2 separate regions of the Bos taurus genome follow, and region 2 is linked to region 1. The links are chromatin contacts, called in public Hi-C maps. All regions are on one chromosome and are shown on one strand. Each heading gives the region's core, a stretch centred on a gene start, on an enhancer-like site or on the middle of the called end of the contact. The rest is flanking DNA. Distances are from core to core; before and after follow the strand shown.

Region 1 (6,310 bases), core at 1,879-4,378:
ATATCTGTTTAAATTCACACAGATGGACATGCAAATGTATTAACCGCCAACGCCCACACCCCTGAGGACTTTCCTGGTGGTCCAGTGGTTCCAGTGCATGGGGTGTGGGTTCAATCCCTGGTAGAGGAACTAGGATCCCACATGCTGCATGGCGGGGCCAAAAGATAAAAACTCCCTTAGAGAAGGAAATGGCGACCCACTCCGGAATTCTTGCCTGGGAAATCCCAGGGACAGAGGAGCCTGACGGGCTACGGTCCGTGGGTCGCACAGACTCGGACATGACTAAGCAACTAAGGAACAGCAACCTGGGTTTGTCAGTCTCTATGGTGTGAGGACTGTAAGAAGCTGAAAGGTTAAAAGCATGATCGTGATATAAGAAGAAACAAAACTCCACTGGGCTGACTGAACGTTCACGCAGTTGTCTGAGACAGTGCTGCGCACGTCCTCCCAACACTGGCCACCTCCCCACCTTCAGCGTGCTTGGGGCCTAGGGCCGTGGGAGGCCCTCATGCTTCACAGCCCAGGGCCAGAACAAGGAAGGCTGGAGTTCTTCTCACCAGGCTGACACTGAGTACAAGAGGGAATAGGAGATGGAGCAAAACAGAAAGGAACCCACAACCCGCAACCCCACCTGTGGCCTTTACGAGGGTGGGAACCTTCCTGACGACAGGCCCAGGCAGCGAGAGCTGCAGGCAGAGGCCAGGAGGCTTTGGAGGAAGCCAGCCACAAAGGATCACCTGGACTCAAGTCCAGGGAGACAGAAAGGACGGGGCTCCTGGCAACACTCCTGAGGCTGGTGTGACCCTGCTTCTTGCTCCAGTTGAACGCCCTGGACCGGGCACCACTGCCTGCTCCTTCCTTCCCACCAGGAACCTGGAGAACCAGGGGGATGATGGAGGGCCCAGGCCAGTGATGACCACTGCCTTTGACCAGCCCATGGTCCCTTCCCCATCCCAGGGCACTCCTCTCATGGCTGGGGGTGACCAGAGACTTCCTCCCCCAAGTTACCATCCGCCTCTAAGGCCAAGATGACTCTACTACGTACAGCTCCCCCAAATCTAAGGAAGCTCTTGGCTCCAAGAAAAGGAGAACTCGCCTGTGTCTGTTTCCCTTCCTCAGGCTGTTTCACCTTGATCTTAAGGCCTGGAGGCCCCCAGGCTGCCACTCCGAATGGACTGTCCTGATCTAGAGGGTCGTGGCTGCTCCAGAGATTAGGACCATATGCAAGTCCTTGGCTTTAACCATGAGCGAGTTACTCTACCTGTGCAGGCCTCAATTCTCCCAGCTGTAAAATAGGGAGGGGAGTATACCAGCTCTTGGCTTCTTAGCATGCCTCAGTGATGGTAATGAGAAAATATAACTCATCAATCCTGCAGCCAGAGTAAAATGACTGGCAAGGGAGTGGGGGTGTGTGTGTGGCACACGTGGTACCCAAACCGCCTGGTACCCTGCTCTCATTTTCATGTCCCTAAGCCCCATACACTACTGGCTCCGGACTATTTTCCACCCTGAACTCTGGTTTCTCAACGCCTGCTCCTTTCCACGTGTACACACCCTGCAGGCAGGTGGGCGAGAGAGAGAGGTCGAAGCTCCCACTTCGGCTGCGCTGGGGGCTGCTGGGCACAACACAGGCTGTGTCCTTGTGGCCTCAGTACACTTCCCAGTGGGAAGGGCCCTTGCTAATCAGCACTGCCCCAAACTGCACTCCATTGTCAGTGGCTTTCAAATGTTGGGGAGGGGGGCAGCTGCACCAGAATCACCAGGTGGGGCTTAGCAAAGAATAGACTTTAGTTTCCCTCTAGGTCAGAGGCAAGCCCCCGGGGCTATGTTATTAACACGCACCCCAAAAGCTCCTGCTGCAGGTAGAACCTGGGCCACACCTGGGGTGGGGTGGCTGGGGTTGTTAAAACCATTCCCCAGCTGCCCACCACACCCCTCTGGAGAGCACAGCCCACCAGCACTGAGCTAACTTCACCTCGTCCAGCATTTCCCAAATCTGACTACAAAACTTTTAAAAAATTATGTATTTGGCTGCACCGGGTTCTTAGTTGAGACATGTGGGATCTAGTTCCCTGACCAGGGATTGAACCCAGGTCCCCTGCATTGGGAGTACAGAGTCTTAGCCAATGGACCACCAGGGAAATCCCAAAACTTTTTTTAAAAATTAAAATAACCTTCACATTTTCCAGAACTAGAGTTTTTAGGAATGCTTTGGGAGAAATGTTCATCTCACACTCTCTCCTTTAAAAAAAAAAAAAAAAGTGTTTAAAACAAATACCCGCTTTTGAGTATTTGAGTGGACGAAGCCTAGGGAGGTGAGTTTCAGGGGCTCAACTGTGACAGGAAGCTCAGGTCTGGGCCTGGGTCTGCCCCTTCCCATCACCACCCATTCCTCCCGCCACATCCTGCCCCTGCTGTCTTTGAGGCTGCGGCTTGTCTGGGGTCACCCTGCGTCCTGAACCCAGGAGGAACCCTTGGTGTGGCTGACTGGTGACAGGAAGCCTGAGCAGGGATGAAAGGGGGTCAGGATTAGCCTGTCTGGCTGGGATAAGCAGCAGAGGAGCGGGTGGCCACACTTCTAAGGTGTCTGCACAGGCCTGATGTGTTAGGGCTGGGGCAGGGGAGAAAGGTCTTTTCCTGGCCCACCGCCCCTCCCAAGACAGCAATCACACCCAGAGAGAGATGTTACCCAGAGTCGGCAGCTGGGGACAACTGGGGCTGCTCAGTGGCAGAAAACTTTGTCCTGCCTTTTCTTCTCAAGCTCAAAACAGGCACATGGAGTCATGAATTGATATGCTAGAAGGGGGCATCCCTTACCAGTAGGGAAGTGGATTTATTGCTTTATAAAAAGGAGTCTGATAAAACTGAAAACATATAACCTAAAAATCCACCCACCCCTCTCAGAACTCCCAGGAAGCCTCAGACACATTTCTGAGCGCAGTCAAGGTGGGTGGGTTGGTAAGCCAGGCCCGCCTGGCAGAGGAAAGGTGGCCTCACCCAAGTAAACAGCTCCAGGGCCCCTAGGAGTCTGCCAGCAGGGGGCGCTGTGGCCCCGCAGCTGGGACAAGCTTGGCCCTGAACAGGGCTGGCTCCCAGGCGCTGGGCTTGCTGCAGGCCTGGCCAGCTGGGGGCAGCTCTGGGAGGATAAGTGCAGTCACCCAGAGCCCACACCCTGCCACCACCCCCACACACATTTCTCATACCCAGCACATGCAAACACAGCCCACACATCCACACCCCCTCGGCCTCTCACAAATTCACCTCCCCACCCAGGCCTGGACCTCCAGGACTGTCAGCCGCAGCCTCACTTCCACCCCCCACAAAAACAGCTGTGTGTGTGTGTGTGTGTGTGTGTGTGTGTGTGATATGCCCTGTTGGTGCCCCCTTAATTCCCTTCAGGTCACAGCCTGGACAGAGGGTGGCAGTGGAGACATGCCCCCACTCAAGTCCTGAGGGAAGAGGGAAAGGGCCGCTGCCCGGCCTTGTCCATGGTTCCCACGTGACCATCCAGCCCTCCAGACCCTTCCCAGGCTAAGCTGGAGGGGGGAGGACAGGGGGCGGGGGGGCGCTTCCCCACAGGCCTTGAACAGGAGGACAAGCCATGGACAGGCCACAAAGGAGTTAGCACCAACAACAGGAAGCGGGTCCTTCCTTCCTCAGGCAGCTCTGACTGGCCGGGGGAGGAGGTGAGGGGCCAGGCTGGGGGTGGGGGTGTGCAGACAGAGCAAGCCTTTGTCCTCAGGCAGGCGTGGTCGGTGGACATGCAGCCGAGGGGCAGGAGGCGGGCAGTGGATGGCAGACCCCTCTACTTTGGCTAGAGGCAGAATCCGGACACACTTCAGGGGAGAGGGTCTGCTAGCCCAGGCGGTCCTCCTGGCTTCTCCTGCAGGCACCACGGAGCCCCGAGGCTCAAGGACCCCTCGAGGGTGGCGGAGTGAAGTCCAGAGCCTCCCTGCCTCCAGCAGGAGGAGAAGCGTCTGTCCCGGCCCTCTCCCATCCGTCTGTCCACCGCAGAGCTCCGAGGCAGGACCAGGGCCCTTCGAGGGAGCGTGGACTCCAACACAGTGAAGGACAGGATCCTGGGGTTGGGGGCGGGCGGGAGTGCGTGGAGGTCCTCTGGGGTGGGGACGAGGACACCGCGAGTCACTGAAGCGAGAGGGCAGGAGGCCGCGATCCCGAGAAGGCAGGCGCTACACAAAAGCCTCCTGGTTGGACGAGCCGTTGAGCTTGAGGAAAAGCTTGTCGTCCTCTCTCTTCCGCTCTAGCTGCCTCTCCAGCTGGCGCCGGTAGCAGATGAGGTAGAGGGGGAGGCAGAAGCCCAGCATGCTCACGACCAGCAGGCCCACGTTCACCTGGGGGGCAGGGACGAGAGTGGCCGTCACGAGGGGCAGGGACCACAGCACGTGTGGGCTGCAGTCCTCGTGCAGCCAGACCCTTCCTCGCTCTCAAGGTTGGGATTGAGGCGAAGGTCACAGGAAAAACAAAGGAGGAGTTTCAGGAGGTCCGAGGGCCTGTCATCCCACATTCTGGCATCAGGATTCCCCAGTAGTCCACGGGCCACACCAACGTGCTTATCTGAAGGTCCAAGGGTGTGGTGGGATTGGGACAAGCTCACAGAACCTGGTTATGAATCCTAGCCTCTGGCAGGAGTGGCAGGGACAGCAACTCGGTTCCATTTACCCCAAAATCAGGTCCAGAGGTTGAGACTCTGAGCTTCCACTGCAGGAAGTGTGGGTTTGATCCTTGGTTGGGGAACTAAGATCCCATATGCCACACAGCATAGCCAAAATTAATTTTTTTTTAAGAAACGGATAGAAAGGATACTCTTCCCCTCTTGCTCCCCAGCCTATTCACAAGGGATCCCTGAACTGACCCTAACCAAAGTTCCAAACTGCCTGTGCTGGGGTTCTGGAACACGCTGAGATGCCTCCCAGCTCCCAGTCAGCAGAGTAGAGCGGATGCCCATAACCCGGCGCCCCCCAAACCTTCTTACCCACAGAGGGTCTCCCTGGAGGGGACCCATCATAGCCAGAAACAGGGGCTGCTGCAGGAGAGCGAAGAGGGCGCTGATCAGGGACTGCAGGCCCGTGAGGCTCCCAAACTGTGTGGAGGGGTACCTGCCAGGACAGGAGAGGGCCTGTCACCGCGGGGCCCACTGTCCGGCTTCCCGGATGCTCCTCGGCCTCAGCCTGGCCCCACTTGCCGGTGCCCCCAGGCTGCAACTTGAGGTATCAAAGGAGATGTGGGAACAGCTTCAGAGGACAGTCCGGTGTCCATCTTTGGACTGCTTTGTGATGAGCAGTTCCATGCAGAGAATTTCCCTCTTGGACCAGCATGAAGGCCCTGGGGCCCACGGGTGCCTGGCCGAGCCGAGTGGACAACATGATTCCGGCAGGAGTCTGTGGCTCGGGAGCTAGGCCCAGGGAGCAGGTGGGAGGCTGGGCCGGGCTTGGCTGCACCTTCATCCAGAGGAGCATTGTATAATCACGGAAACATAGCATCACAGCCCTCAGCCGACTCCCTCAGACTCCGCCAGGGTGGCCTCAACTTCCTCTAGGTCTTGGGGCGGGGAGGGTGGCGTGGGGTGGAGCATGCAGACCTGGGATGACCCCCATGGGATGCTCTTGGGAGCGGGGAGAAAGTTCTGGCATAATCTCAGGACATTAGGCATCGTGGCTTAGCAAGGAATGGCTGCAGGAATGAGCCTGTCTTTGGTCAGAGAGAGACAGCGGATGGTGTTTGGGTTCTGGTGTTTGAGCCAAGCCCCAGCCTGAGGAAGACGAACAACTATGGTTCCTTAGGTGTGTGTGGCCTCTTGGAAAAGGAGGCAGGTTTCACTTTAGCCAAGGGCTGAGAAAACTGCGGGCAGACCAGCCCTTTGAGGCCCTGTGTGGGCTCTGTCAGGTACATTCAGGGCTCAGTTATTTATGTCGCTGCTGCCACTGAAGGCCATTTGAAGGTCAACATTCAGATGCATGTAGCCAGAACTCACCCCTGCGCTTCCCATGAGCAGTCAGCAGCAGCCCCAGGACTCAGCTGAGCAGCAGCCCCTGAGGCCGTAACGATACCGAGCTGCACCCTAGCTGGGGGAACTGACTTCGTGTTAAATGCCAAGGCTTGTGGGCACCCAACTGTCTGCCCACTGACCTGTTCCCACCGAGTACGGCCTTCTCCTGACACACCCCACAGAAACCCTAATATCTAAGACAAGAGGAGGAACCTCAGGTAGACAAGATGGTCCCCTTCAGGCCCTCAGCCCCACCTGGAAGCCCCCTCAGGTCATCCATCCCCTTACCCTCAGCCACCAGGC
Region 2 (5,835 bases), core at 1,528-4,027, 58 kb after region 1:
TACTTTGCCAACAAAGGTCCGTCTAGTCAAGGCTATGGTTTTTCCAGTGGTCATGTATGGATGTGAGAATTGGACTGTGAAGAAAGCTGGGTGCCGAAGAAATGATGCTTTTGAACTGTGGTGTTGGAGAAGACTCTTGAGAATCCCTTGGACTGCAAGGAGATCCAACCAGTCCATTCTAAAGGAGATCAGCCCTGGATGTTCTTTGGAAGGAATGATGCTAAAGCTGAAACTCCAATACTTTGGCCACCTCATGGGAAGAGTTGACTCATTGGAAAAGACTCTGATGCTGGGAGGGATTGGGGGCAGGAGGAGAAGGGGACGACAGAGGATGAGATGGCTGGATGGCATCACTGACCCGATGAACTTAAGTTTGAGTGAACTCCAGAGATGGTGATGGACAGGGAGGCCTGGCGTGCTGTGATTCATGGGGTCGCAAAGAGTCGGACAGGACTGAGCGACTGAACTGACTGACTGAAACACATGAAAGTGGTGGGCAAGGGGGACTTAGGGGCACCGAGGGTCTCTTTGCCCTCTTTCACCCCACCCTTGTCTGTTTCTGCGCAACCTTCTCCCAGCGCCCCGGCCTCCCCTCTCATTCTCTCCTGTTCCTTCGCACGCCCTCCTCCCTCCCTTACCCTGGCTCACCTGTCGCGGCACCGGAGCCCGTACTGGCCGGCGGGGCAGGGCAGCTCGCAACGCACGCCTTGGAAGCCGGGCGGGCAGGAGCACTGGCCGGAGACGGCGCTGCAGCGGCCGCGCACGCACTCGCACGGCTGTCGGCACTCGGGGCCCCACCAGCCCGGCCGGCAGGCGCAGCGGCCCGACTCCTGCGCGCACGGCGAGCCGTGGCAGGCGCAGCGGAAGCTGCAGCGGCGGCCCCACCAGCCTGGCTCGCACAGGCAGGAGCCGGTGGCCTGATCGCACCGCGCCGCCGCGGGGTTGCACTGGCACGGGCGGCGGCACGTGGGCGACCACCAGCCGGGCTCGCAGCGGCATGCGCCGGTCTCGGGGTTGCAGCGGCCGTGGGGACCGCAGGCGCACGGAAACTCGCAGCGGTCGCCCCAGCGGTCAGGTTGGCAGTGGCACACGCCGGTGGCCGGTTCGCACTGGCCGTGCGGGTGGCAGGCGCAGACCTCCCTGCAGTCGGGGCCCCAGTACTGGCCCGGGCAGCCTGCGACAGGGCAAGGGGGTACGGAAGAGGGTCAGCGGGCTCGGGGCAGGGCACGGATGCTCGCCGCACGCCCCCTTGTGTGCCAGGAGGGACCCTCCAAGAGCCCGGGACAGCCTGTCCCCCTGGGGCACAGCTCACTTCCTGCCCCCGACTCTGAACCATAAGGCTCCTTAAGTACTGGCCAGCCTCCCACTTCCACATTCCTGAACACACTTAAGAGTGGGAAAGGGGCCGGTCTAGAGCCACACGAAGTGGGTGGGCCTGCATTCGGGCCCCTCCTCCCTCTCTTTGGGTTCCCCCCACCCCCAACTGTGTCTCTCCAGGCCTGGAGGCTGCCCTTGGGGTAGCCACACACCCTCAGCGTCTCCTCTCAACCCCAACCCGTGGCGGCTGGCTACCCTCTGGCTAAACTGCCCACCAACCACTTTGCCAAGTCCCTCTTTGTGCCAGAGAAGGTGGACACTCCAGTCACTCTCCAGACTGGCATAAGGTGTATGAGACTGAGAGCGCATTCATTTTGCAGTTGACCGGAATCTCCAGCATCTTTCAGAAAGTTGAAAGGGAAGATGAACAGCCCAGAACTGAACCTGTGGGAGGACTTTGAGGATGGCGTAGAAACCAGATGACTCAGGGCATCCCCGGGAGTGCGTCATTTCCTGTCTCCGGACCTCAGTTTCCTCAGCAAAGCTTGGAGGGACTCTGGCCCTGCTCTTGTAAGATTACTTTGCTACCTGCTTCACCTCCCCTCTCCCCCAGTCCTGTCCGGCCCCTTTATCCTTCAGGAGATACTCAGGACTCACGGGAGTTGCACTGGGCTCCGAAGAATCCAGGTTTGCACCGACAGAGGCCTGGTTTCACACATACCTCGTCTTCCCGGCAGGCATCCAGCCCCTCGCAGATGGCTGAAAAACACCCCACCCAGGTTGGAAGGACAGGGGTGTGGCCAGGGGACACTCTGTCCCTCTCACTGGCTCCCGCCGCCCCTGCCTCCCTCAAGGGCTATTTCCTCAGGGGCGGGGGGTTGGGTCACAGGAGGGACCCTGGCACAAGGGCTCAGGAGGGCAAACAGACCCCAGGGTGGGTAGGAAGGAAGGGTCACTGGGCTCTGTCCTCCTTTATCCTCCAGTGGCGGGTGGGGTGGGGTGGGTGGGACCATCCTGGCTACTCACGGATGGTGCATTCTCGATCTTTCCGCCTCCAGCCTGGGCAGCACTGGAGCTCAGCAGAGGGACTGTGGGGCAGAGAGGGGTCAGCTGGGGGGGCAGCCTGGCCCTGCAGGTGGATCACTGTCACTGGCCTCAGCCCCATCTGGTAGGGCTGGCCAAGGTTTCACAGCCCCACGTCCGCAAACCCTTTCCGCTCTGTCCCTAGCCATCCCACCGCTTCCAGGCTGTCCCCGAGCCCCTCCTGCTTTAGCCCCTCTTTCTTCATGTCCTCTTCCCCCTCATCAGACTCCCACAAGACCCACCTGCTGGCCTTGCAGACGTGCCGCCCCCCGGCGTCCAGCTCAGACCCTGGGGCCCCCAGAGCCTCGAGCAGCAATAGAGGGAACAGCAGCCCCGGCCCCATGGCGGCCAGTGCAGCGGGAGGGCTTGGGTCAGTCTGGCCCCCACAGCGCCCAACCCCCTTCCTACTTCCTCCCCAGGCTTTTCCTGAGGAAACCAGGCTAGAGGGGCGGGCTGCCATGAGGCACCTCCCTGAGACAGTGGGCAGGCGCTGAGATGCAGACACCAGAATAGTGAAAGGAAAAGGGAAGGCCAATGGTGAGGGCTGAGTAGAGGCTTCTGGGCTGGTCTGAATCTGGAGCCGGCAGGAAGATGAGGCTGTAAGTTCCGGATCCCAGGACAGGCGAGCGGGTGAGCCATGGGAATCCATTAGATCACATTCCCCAAGGAAAGTCGGAGAGGGGAGAAGGCCCCCCCACCAGTGACAACCAAGGGGCCATCCTGGCAGAGCTGGGCAGGGGCGGATCACCGGCAGACAGACGTGGAGCTGTTTCTGGCTATCACGGGCAGTTGCTTTATTCCAACAGCTTAGGCCATCTGTACAAACAGCTGGGAGGAGGGCAGTTAGCTCTCCATTTCACAGACGGGGAAACTGAAACTCAGAGAAGCAGCACTTCTATCTGGCCCCCAAGGCTTGGCACAGAGGTATAGGAAGGACAGCATATTAAAAAGCAGAGACATTACTTTGCCAACAAAGGTCTATCTAGTCAAAGCTATGGTTTTTCCAGTAGTCATGTTTGGATGTGAGAGTTGGAAAATAAAGAATTGATGCTTTTGAACTGTGGTGTTGGACAAGACTCGTGAGAGTCCCCTGGACTGCAAGGAGATCCAACCAGTCCAACCTAAAGGAGATCAGTCCTGGGTGTTCATTGGAAGGACTGATGCTGAAGCTGAAACTCCAATAATTTGACCACCTGATGGGAAGAACTTACTCATCGGAAAAGACCCTAATGCTGCGAAAGATTGAAGGCAGGAGGAGAAGGGGACAAGAGAGGATGAGATGGTTGGATGGCATCACTGACTCAATGGACATAAGTTTGAGTAAACTCTGGGATGGACAGGGAGGCCTGGTGTGCTGCAGTCCATGGGGTTGTAAAGAGTCGGTCACCACTGAGCAACTGAACTGAACTGATAGGAAAAAAAGTAGGCTGAGCTCCCATCAGACTCGGACCAGGATTAGAGAAGAGCCAGGGAGGAAGGCAGGGAAGGAGGGAGCCTGGTCCTTTGAGGTCACACATCCAACCACAGACAGACTCCAAAGTCAGGCCTCTGGGGCAGCTGAGACTCCAGACAAAGATGTTCATTGAGAGCACAGCAGGACCCGTCAGGAGTCGGGGGCTGTCGGCCTGCCCACCGGCTCCTGGTGGGGTGGCTGCAGGGTCTCCTCTCCTCCTTGTAGCTGGCTGGGAGCCACACGGCTGGTCTCAGTCCCAGGGGCCTCTGCTTCACCCCGATACCACTGGCCAAAGCTGGGGGGAGACCAAGAGGTGTTTTGAGCCTGGCTGCCAGGGAGGTCAAGGACAGGGGCTGAGGGCAGCAGAGGGTGCTGTAAAAAGGGGACCCAGAGCAAGAAAGGGCAGCATGAGACAGGGGGCGGTAAAGGGGCCACCAGAGGAGCAAGAGGGGATGGGCATGCTACTTGCTTGGGGCAGCAGGAGGGAAGATGGGCCCCTCCACCCTCCACCCCTACCACATTCGTCCTTCCCTTCGTCAACATACAAACTCTGTATTCTGGACTCAGGGGCTGGGGGTTCAGAATGGTCTCCCTTATCGCTGGAGAGCAGGAGCCATGAGCCATCCTCATCGTCACTGAGGCAGAGAAGAGTGAAGAGAGGAGAGAAGACGTGAGGGTCCTTTATCAAGGCCCTGAGGGCCAAGGGGAGTCCGCTATGTTCAGCCTTCTGTGCAGCCCCCAGGAGCAGGAAGGGGAGGACAGAGCGACCTTGGGGCCCCCAAAGCTGGAGTGAAGGAAACTGAATCACTTTGCTGTACGCCTGAAACTGTCACACAACACTGTTAATCCACGATACGCCAACATAAAATAAAAAGTTAAAAAAAGAAAGCTGGAGAGAAGGAAAATCTGGGCAGACAGAGGACATCTTGAGGCTTTTCTTTTCTAGCCAGATACATAGCAGGCCGTGGACAGGCCTGCAGCTACGGCCTTACCTTTACCTGCCTGAGAACAAACAGATGCAGCCAAGACAAGAAACCAAAGAAACCGAAAACCGACTGTGGAGAAGCAGAGTCAGGATGTGCAGCAAACAGGGCAGGTGGGAGCAGCTGTGATCCAGTGAGAAGGCGGTGGGTTCAGCACAGCAGGCTTGGGGGGGTGGGGTGACCAGGTCAGGTTAGCAGGTTCCAGAGGTGGCTAAGCTAGGTGACAAGCACAGTCTGAGGCAATGGGTTCAGAAGGTGACTAGGCTCAGTGGGAATGGAGGCCAGGACTTACCTGCTCTCTGCTTCCTCTGGAGTCCCTAACATTTTGGCCTTAATCTTCTTCCGCTGCTTTTTGACAGCTACCTTCATGGCTTCGAGCAGAAGCCCAGGGACCCGGTGGTCTGTGAGCAGCTCCCTACGGAGGAGGAGGAAGGGCAGAGACAAAGCGGTGGGGATGCTAAGAATAGGTCTCGACTCAAGTACCTGTGCATGTTGTTCCCCCTTTTGGGAACACTCTGCCTTGCTAACTCCTCTGCCCCTGAGCTTAGGTGTCACCCCTCCTGGGAGTACTTCCCTGACAGCCGCTGCTGCTGACCCTCAGCACTGGCCCTCCCCCGTGTGGAAGAAGATCCAGGAGGGCAGGGACTATGTGACTCACGTCCTCCAGTGCCCAGCATGGTGCCTGGCACACGACACCGTGGACGTATCAACCACTCAAAGAATGAGGCGGGTGAACCGAGGCCAGGGAACAGGTGCTCCTGGCGCCCCCGAGCCTCCGGGCCCTGCCCAGCGCCCTCACCGCTGAAAGTAGGCCAGCTCCTCCTTCAGCAGGAACACGTTGGCTTTGAGCTCATTCCGCTCCTGAAGGATCTGCTGAACCTCCTCTCGACTGAAGCTGCACTGCCCTGCCTTGGCGGGGAGCCCTGGCGGCAGTGGGGCATCCGCCTGTGGAAGGACAGGCTTGGTCAGGGGGCGCCTCGGTTGGACAGGGACGCGAGA

Evidence for each region. A called contact is a pair of places that touch in the nucleus more often than the background predicts.
Region 2: a contact with region 1 is called in a Hi-C map of liver, with 3 times the contacts expected there. The contact joins the promoter of SCARF1 here to the enhancer-like site in region 1. A contact is called at or near these places in 4 of 11 Hi-C or Micro-C datasets (blastocyst, liver, skeletal muscle and 1 more).

What each region holds. Positions count from the first base shown.
Region 1 is chr19:22,687,848-22,694,157 of ARS-UCD2.0, forward strand. SLC43A2 (solute carrier family 43 member 2) reads right to left here. Exons shown (of 14, transcript NM_001075546.1): 13 at 4,994-5,117; 14 at 2,814-4,352. The coding sequence ends at 4,191. Among named protein-coding and RNA genes, the nearest start is that of PITPNA, 13 kb to the left of the region's middle. Within about 2 kb of position 3,129, at least 26 of the 102 cell types and tissues checked have an H3K27ac peak or open chromatin away from gene starts, as enhancers often do. A contact at or near this core is called in liver and skeletal muscle, where this site is marked.
Region 2 is chr19:22,746,171-22,752,005 of ARS-UCD2.0, forward strand. It overlaps SCARF1 (scavenger receptor class F member 1), which reads right to left and starts at 2,778. Exons shown (of 10, transcript XM_024980701.2): 1 at 2,643-2,778; 2 at 2,344-2,405; 3 at 1,975-2,076; 4 at 649-1,174. The coding sequence starts at 2,743. It overlaps RILP (Rab interacting lysosomal protein), which reads right to left. Exons shown (of 8, transcript XM_002695683.7): 5 at 5,636-5,781; 6 at 5,129-5,251; 7 at 4,399-4,488; 8 at 3,170-4,148. The coding sequence ends at 4,004.